Regions from separate parts of the Salmo salar genome. Here region 2 is linked to region 1. A link is a contact called in public Hi-C data. All regions are on one chromosome and are shown on one strand. Each heading gives the region's core, a stretch centred on a gene start, on an enhancer-like site or on the middle of the called end of the contact. The rest is flanking DNA. Distances are from core to core; before and after follow the strand shown.

Region 1 (3,736 bases), core at 653-3,152:
CTGCCTCTACCCACTAGGCTCCCTGCCTCTACCCACTAGGCTCCCTGCCGCCCCAATGGGTTACTGTATGTCTGCTTCAGAGAGACGAGAGAGAGCCATAATAACAACCTGTTTGGATCAGTCATAAAAATAGAAAGTGTTGAACATTTTGGCTCAGTATTTAAAAAGAAGATGGAGAAGAAGGTATAGGCTGAGAAATACCAGAGTTTTGGCGCAGGTACAGCTGACTAACGCTACCTAGCAAAAAACAAAGAAACAACATTTCGTTTTTTACAAATCTATACATGGGTGTGGAGGAGAGAAGTGTTGTGTTTAACCTCTATTGGGGACAGTGACATCTGGGTGACTCCCTTGCCCTCTCCTTCCTCTCTCCCACGCGCTGTCACTGTGTGATGTAATGTAAACTGTTGCAGGAAATAAACTGGCTTTAGCGTTTGTGTTGCCTCGCTGGTGTCGATTAGATTATGGCCATGCGGGATTACAGCATCGGATTCTGTTCAAGGGGAATGGATGGGTGGCTACTGGGAGTGAGAGACAGCTGTTTTTCCCTGCTCATGTTGACCCTACGGAATTAATCAGAAGAGGAAGGGAGGGGCGCGGTTTTGATTAGTCATGGGTGAATTAAGTAAACAGAGTAGCTGACCTAGGAGCTGCTTTCTCTCCGCTACAAAGGGGTTAAACGTTTATATGTCAATGCCGTGATCAATGAGCGCGATGCGTACGCGGCGGTCTGTTTACCGTTTGAAGTGTTACTTAAATGTGGACTCAGCCCAATGGTGTTGCCACGAGCCGCACCGCCTTATATTACGATACGGGACATGCAAGATTTCGCTCTCACACAGTCACACACAGCGTCTGCACGTGTGTGCAAGTTAGCTTCACGCTGTTACAGCGTGGTGGCGTCATGACCAAAACAGAGGAGAAGTTTGGCCTCGCGCTTCAGCGCTCGTAGTTGTTGCGGAAATTGACCCACTCTGCTGTTTACTTTGGGTCTACCTCTAACTGAGACTGGTACTCGAGGCTACAGCCAAAGAAATAGAATGAGTTGACTTGAATGAGTTGACTTGAATGGGGATTCCCGTTCTACTCATTCCAGTTCTGTGGTTACCATTTATCTGACCTAAAGTTCATTCTGTAGCTGTATGTTGCTATACTAGGCTACAAGGCCTAAAAGCACTTTGCATGACTCGTACTCTCCTGGCAACTCGCACCGCATCTCTGACATGTGTTAGATGCTTTTTCAAGACTGGGGAATGAGTGGTTGGCCCGATGAGCAATGTGTGTCATTGTTGCTGCAAGGAATGGTGGCAGACAGCTCAGGGATTCACTGAGTGTTTTTCCACATGCTGTGTGTCTTTCCGTCCCACTGCTCCCTGTCCTGTCCTCTAGCCCACAGTCCAGCCTTGAGCCTTGATGGCATTCCTGTCTTTTAAAGGGATACATCTGGATTTGATCTACTTCCCCAGAGTTACATGAACTCATGGATGCATTTCTATGTCTCTGGATCCAGTATGAAGGAAGAGGTAGTTTTGCGCACCAATGACTGGATGTCTATGGTAAATCTACTAGCAGTTACCATAGACTTCCAGTCATTGCACTTATGCTAGTTAGCAATTGCGCTATCACTAGTTGGCAACTTCCTTAAAACTGCATGCAGGGACATAAAAATGGTGTCCACAAGTTAATCTGACTCCCGGGAAGTAGATAAAGGGCTTCATTACCAAAATCCTGAATTATCCCTTTAACGGTCAGCCAATGCCCTCTTTGCCCCGCCTAGTATTTACCCAGAGAGCTGGAGGATAGTAGGCCGTTCACACACACACACACACACACTCCACCATATCCAAGGTGTCAGGTGACTGGCATGTCCCTGCACACTCCTGGGGTCGTGACCTCTACAGGGCCATGCTGTGCTAACCCCAAATTCTCCATGTGTCTGGGCAGAGCGCACACACACACACAGCGGACTCTGTGTGTCTGGGCAGACAGCTGCACAGACCACTACCACTCAATCACTTCCCTGGACACACACACACACACAGCAGACTATGCATTCGATTTTAAGATAGTGGCGCCAAGGAGGGTGCCCGTCGTTCCGATTCCTGCTCAACTTTGCTTTTTATTGTTATTTTTGAGTTAATTATGACTTTGCTCAGACTGTCCTACGACTGACAGACGCTTCTGGATCATGAATCGGAAGCTACACACATCTCTGTCTCCCAGATCTGGAATAATACATTCGCTCCTTTGTTCTCCGTGCAGCGGGCCTACCTGTTGCTACTGGCCGAGATGACCGAAGGCGACGAAGGAAAAGGGGTCTCCAAGCTAGGCTGAAAAGACAGGCTACATGGCCTCCTCTTCCTAGTATCCTGATGGCGAATGCCCAATCGCTGGAAAATATACTTTGAACTCGGAGCGATGCTTCAATCACAGAGGGACATCAGGGAATGCTGTGTCTTTTTGTTTTTACAGAGCCATGGATTACTGACAATTCATTCAACTCTGCTATTCAACCAGACGGCTTTTACGATTTCCATATGGTTCGAATGGCGGCTTCTTGTAAGCGTAGGGGGGGAAGTGTATGCTTCCTCATCAACAATTCTTGGTGTACTGAAGTTCAGAACCCCTTGAGTTCCTGCTCACCCGATCATGTGTGCTATTAGCACAGCTGTGTACATACTGCCACAAGCAAACATCAAGGCGCCACTCTGCAAACTGTACAAAAACGTTAGCCAGCAAGCATCCTCTCACCGAAAGCAGGCTTTATTGTCACGGGAGATTTTAACCAAGTAAATTTAAACAAATTCTTCCAAAATATCACCATGTATTCTGCCACACGAGAAGAAACATGTTGGACCATGTGTGCACAAACATCTGTGACCTTTACAAATCCTCTTTGTTCCTACTCCCCGCCTACAAGCAGCAACTCGAGGGAGCCACCAACACAGAGAATAGTGAGGCGTTGGACAGAGGAGGCAGACTCAATGCTGCAGGACTGTTTTGACAATACTGATTTGGAATGTTCATCCACCCAGGACACATCCATCAACATTGAGGAATATGCATCGCCAGTCACAGGCTTCATTGGGAAATTGGCTGTTGGTGTTGAACCCACAATAACAATCCAGGCAGACTTCAACCAAAAGCCTTGGATGAACAGAAAAATACATAACATGCTGAGTGCCCATAGTGCAGCATTAAATATCGGTAGATCGGACTCAGATGACTCGTGACACGTCTGCGCTCCGGTACGAGAATCAATGTTCGACAACTGACTCACGATGCATGTGGCAAGGACTACAGGCTGTCATGGGCTACAAAGGCAAATCCGGATGTGTGGTGCCCACCGAAGCCTCCGTCCCAGACGAGCTTAACACATTCTGTGCTCGCTTCGAGGCGGACAACACCAAGCCATCCAGGAGGGCTCTGTTTTCGCTCTTCAAGGCCCAACAAGAGGAAAACTCTCAAAACAGTGAATACTCACTAAGCCGCCGCCCCCGATGGCATCCCTGGCAACGACCTCGGTGTGCGCTGGCCGGTGTCTTCTGGGACATCTTCAACCTGTCCCCTGTCCCAGGTTGTAGTCCCCACTTGCATCAAGGACACCACCATCATCCCAGTGCCCAAGAACCAAGGTGACATTCCCAAATGACGATCGACGAACTCACCCCGGTCATCATGAAGTGCTTCGAGAGGCTGGTCATGGCCCATATCAAGGCCAGCATGCCAGGTACAC
Region 2 (3,946 bases), core at 1,427-3,926, 56 kb before region 1:
CAAACAGGCAAAGCATCAATACAGGACAAAGATCGAGTTGTACTACTCCGGCTCTGACGCTCGTCGGATGTGGCAGGGCCTGCAAACCATTACAGACTACAAAGGGAAGGACAGCCGAGAGCTGCCCAGTGACACGAGCCTACCAGAAAAGCTAAACTACTTCTATGCTCGCTTCGAGGCAAATACCACTGAAACATGTATGAGAGCACCAGCTGGAAAGGAAGACTGTGTGATCACGCTCTCCGCAGCCGATGTGAGTAAGACCTTTAGACAGGTCAACATTCACAAGGCCGCAGGGCCAGACGGATCACCAGGACGTGTACTGCGGGCATGCGCTGACCAACTAGCAAGTGTCTTCACTGACATTTTCAACCTCCCCTGTCTGAGTCTGTAATACCAACATGTTTTTAGCAGACCACCATAGTGCCTGTACCCAAGAACCTTAAGGTAACCTGCCTAAATGACTACCGACCCGTAGCACTCACATCTGTAGCCATGAAGTGCTTTGAATGGCTGGTCATGGCTCACATCAACACCATCATCCCAGAAACCCACTCCAATTTGCATACCGCCCCAACAGATCCACAGATGATGCAGTCTCTATTGCACTCCACACTACCCTTTCCCACCTGGACAAAAGGAACACCTTTGTGAGAATGCTATTCATTGACTACAGCTCAGCGTTCAACATCATAGTGCCCTCAAAGCTCATCAATAAGCTCAGGACCCTGGGAGGGAACACCTCCCTCTGCAACTGGATCCTGAACTTCCTGACAGGCCGCCCCCAGGTGGTAAGGGTAGGTAACAACACATCCGCCACGCTGATCCTCAACACAGGGGCCCCTCAGGGGTGCGTGCTCAGCCCCCTCCTGTACTCCCTGTTTACTCATGACTGCACGGCCAGGCACGACTCCAACACCATCATTACATTTTCTGATGACACAATAGTGTTAGGCCTGATCACCGACAACAACGAGACAGACAATAGGGAGGAGGTTAGAGACCTGGCCGTGTGGTGCCAGGACAACAACTTCTCATTTACAGCAACTGATCAAGATCTTCTATCAGGTGATCAATGTTGATAAATATTTATTGAAATCTAACCACAGGAACAGTATGCAAACATACAAACATTTGAAGCATCCCTTTTGTATGCCCTTTTTATAAAGTGTGAACACAGAGAGACACATTTCTGTTTGCACTGTAAGTCCATGAACCTATGCTAGGAAAAGTTACAATATAATATAGATTGTTTTCCTTCCTTGTATCTTGTGCGACTCACCCATAAGCTCAGACTTTTAGGGCAGTAAGATACACTGAACAATCAGGGGCATAGGACTGTATAAAAAAGTAATGTAAGCCATACTGTAGTTGGTACACAAACTGCCTGGTATTCAGTAGCTCTTTGGTGTTCTGCCTTAGAGCGACTGCTTTTGAGACAATAATGTTCATGGGGCTCAGGCCCATATAAAAAAAGCACCAATGGGATGCATCCCAAATGACAACCTATTGTCTTTATAGTGCACTACTTTGACCGGAGCCCTCTGGGAATAGGTCTTTATAGTGCACTACTTTTGACCGGAGCCCTATGGGAATAGGTCTTTATAGTGCACTACTTTTGACCGGAGCCCTATGGGAATAAGTCTTTATAGTGCACTACTTTTGACCGGAGCCCTATGGGAATAAGTCTTTATAGCGCACTACTTTTGACCGGAGCCCTATGGGAATAGGTCTTTATAGCGCACTACTTTTGACCGGAGCCCTCTGGGAATAGGTCTTTATAGTGCACTACTTTTGACCGGAGCCCTATGGGAATAGGTCTTTATAGTGCACTACTTTTGACCGGAGCCCTATGGGAATAGGTCTTTATAGTGCACTACTTTTGACCGGAACCCTATGGGAATAGGGTGCCATTTGGGACACAGGCATGGTGAGAGCAGGATCCTCACACACATAGACCAGTTCTTCAGAGCATGACTATGTGCCAAGGCAGCTGTTTCACAAGCTTCACACATGGATTTACTCTGGTTTTCATTGGGGCTTGGTTTCAGTTTTAGGGCAGGGCACTAGAACAAATCACCAAAATGTCATTGGGCAGGTGGAGATCAAGGTTCTGTGGCCAGAACATGTCCTTGAGACTGCTGTTATTAAATAATAATAATAATAATAATAATAATAATACACTATATTGTAAGTGCTGGGCATCTTTGTTAAAGTTGGATTTCTCAAAATAGTCCTTTTTGAGATTTAAGCAGGCAGCTGTTCTATTTAAATTGACTTTCATGTTGCAGAACATATATATTCTCACTCACTCACTCACTCACTCACTCACTCACTCACTCACTCACTCACTCACTCACTCACTCACTCACTCACTCACTCACACACACACACACACACACACACACACACACACACACACACACACACACACACACACACACACACAATTATAACAATAAAAGGAATTGGTAAGATTTTGGAGTGATTGGTGATAGGGCTATCTTTCCATAACGAATATTGGCAAGATCTCCTAATATTTAGAAATGACCCAATTATTTACGCAGGCATGGGTGAAAATGCTTGCCTTGCCCGCGCTTTATATCACCTTCGACAGTTCCAAACTTGACCAGCGGGTGGAGGCCGTTCCCCAATCTCTGGGTGATTCTCTTGCTCCCTGCTCCAGTCTAGTCTGGGAACGTCGAAATAGAGGGAGAAAGACTAAACAGGTGGTCAGAAATACAAGCGAACAATGTCGTCCCTGGAGATAAGGTGAAAGATCGTTCGGTCTCATCTCTTTAAGGATACAAAAACCACAGAAACTTCATGTTTCGGCTGACTTTCAAAGGGAGAATTTATCGTCGGTTTACCTCCGAATCTGGGCAAAATATATCGGATATTAAACTATGAAAGTGACGGTGTGTTTTGGAAGGACTAGGGTGGTGGTACCATGCGGAGATGGAAATATCAAAGTCCATACTCTCATCCAGCAAGCCGTCATGAGATACAAAAAAGCCATTGCAAAGGTACGTCGCTGTTACTTTGGATCACGCGTTTCTTTCAAGTGTTCCACAGCGGATTGGAAACAATGGTGCAATGCCTGGAGCGAGTGTCGAGCGAATATGTCGCAGATTTGTAACAGCGATGAAAGGGAAATATACATAAACGATTCGAAACAAAAAAAAAGATTTTGCTATAAATTCGGCTGAGTTGTTGATGTTGAGTGATGCATAGTCATAACTGGTCGAGCCCTCTGCAAACCCCACGAAAAACTTCCTTTTGGACTTCACCCTTTCCCTACCATAGTGCATGAAAAGATGGTAGATAACTACTAAAATGTAGTGTTAATTACCGATCTAACTGGGATATAAAATGCAAACCTAATTAGGTGGTCTATAAGTAGAGGATAAGGATGCTAGCTAGCTAACTAGTTAGCTAACAATCCGAGATTTGATTCTCTGAGAGTTGTTAGCTAGCTGACTGTTTGCTAACTAGCTAGCTAGTTAGCACCAGCATACTGCAGGATCGCATTCTAGTTTTTGAAATGGGGTACTAGATAAAAAGCATAATGTTTCGTATCGATTTTATGCCTATTGGATAGCCTACATTTTCATCGGCATCCGTTTCTCTTTGTTCCTCTTGCTAATTATCCTATTATGTTGGGATAGTTGGCTAAGAAGCTGTAGCTTGCTAGGCTATCAGTCAAGGAAGAAAGCTTCAAACAAATAGTATATCTGTTAGGGATGTGCATCTTTCCTTTTCAAGACGATTCGATACGTGTCTAGATACATGGGCTCTGATACATTTTAGTTTGAAACGATTAGGTTTGATTAGAGAACGAATCCATGCGATTCGCTTCGATACGATTCGATTCAATGCAGTAACATTTGTTGCATAAACACATTAATTTTCCATTCTAAATTTAAGTCTGCAGATGATGGAACTC

What was found. Hi-C and Micro-C count contacts between places; a contact is called where the count stands out from the background.
Region 2: a Hi-C map of muscle shows a contact between it and region 1, with 6 times the contacts expected there. The contact joins the promoter of LOC106568841 here to the enhancer-like site in region 1. A contact is called at or near these places in 2 of 3 Hi-C or Micro-C datasets (gill and muscle).

What each region holds. Positions count from the first base shown.
Region 1 is chrssa14:18,838,122-18,841,857 of Ssal_v3.1, reverse strand. The region is part of intron 2 of LOC106568841 (partitioning defective 3 homolog); the gene reads left to right. Among protein-coding and RNA genes, the nearest start is that of LOC106568841, 56 kb to the left of the region's middle. Within about 2 kb of position 1,902, at least 1 of the 13 cell types and tissues checked has an H3K27ac peak or open chromatin away from gene starts, as enhancers often do. A contact at or near this core is called in muscle, where this site is marked.
Region 2 is chrssa14:18,895,028-18,898,973 of Ssal_v3.1, reverse strand. LOC106568841 (partitioning defective 3 homolog) reads left to right here and starts at 2,676. Exons shown (of 26, transcript XM_014139556.2): 1 at 2,676-3,026. The coding sequence starts at 2,907.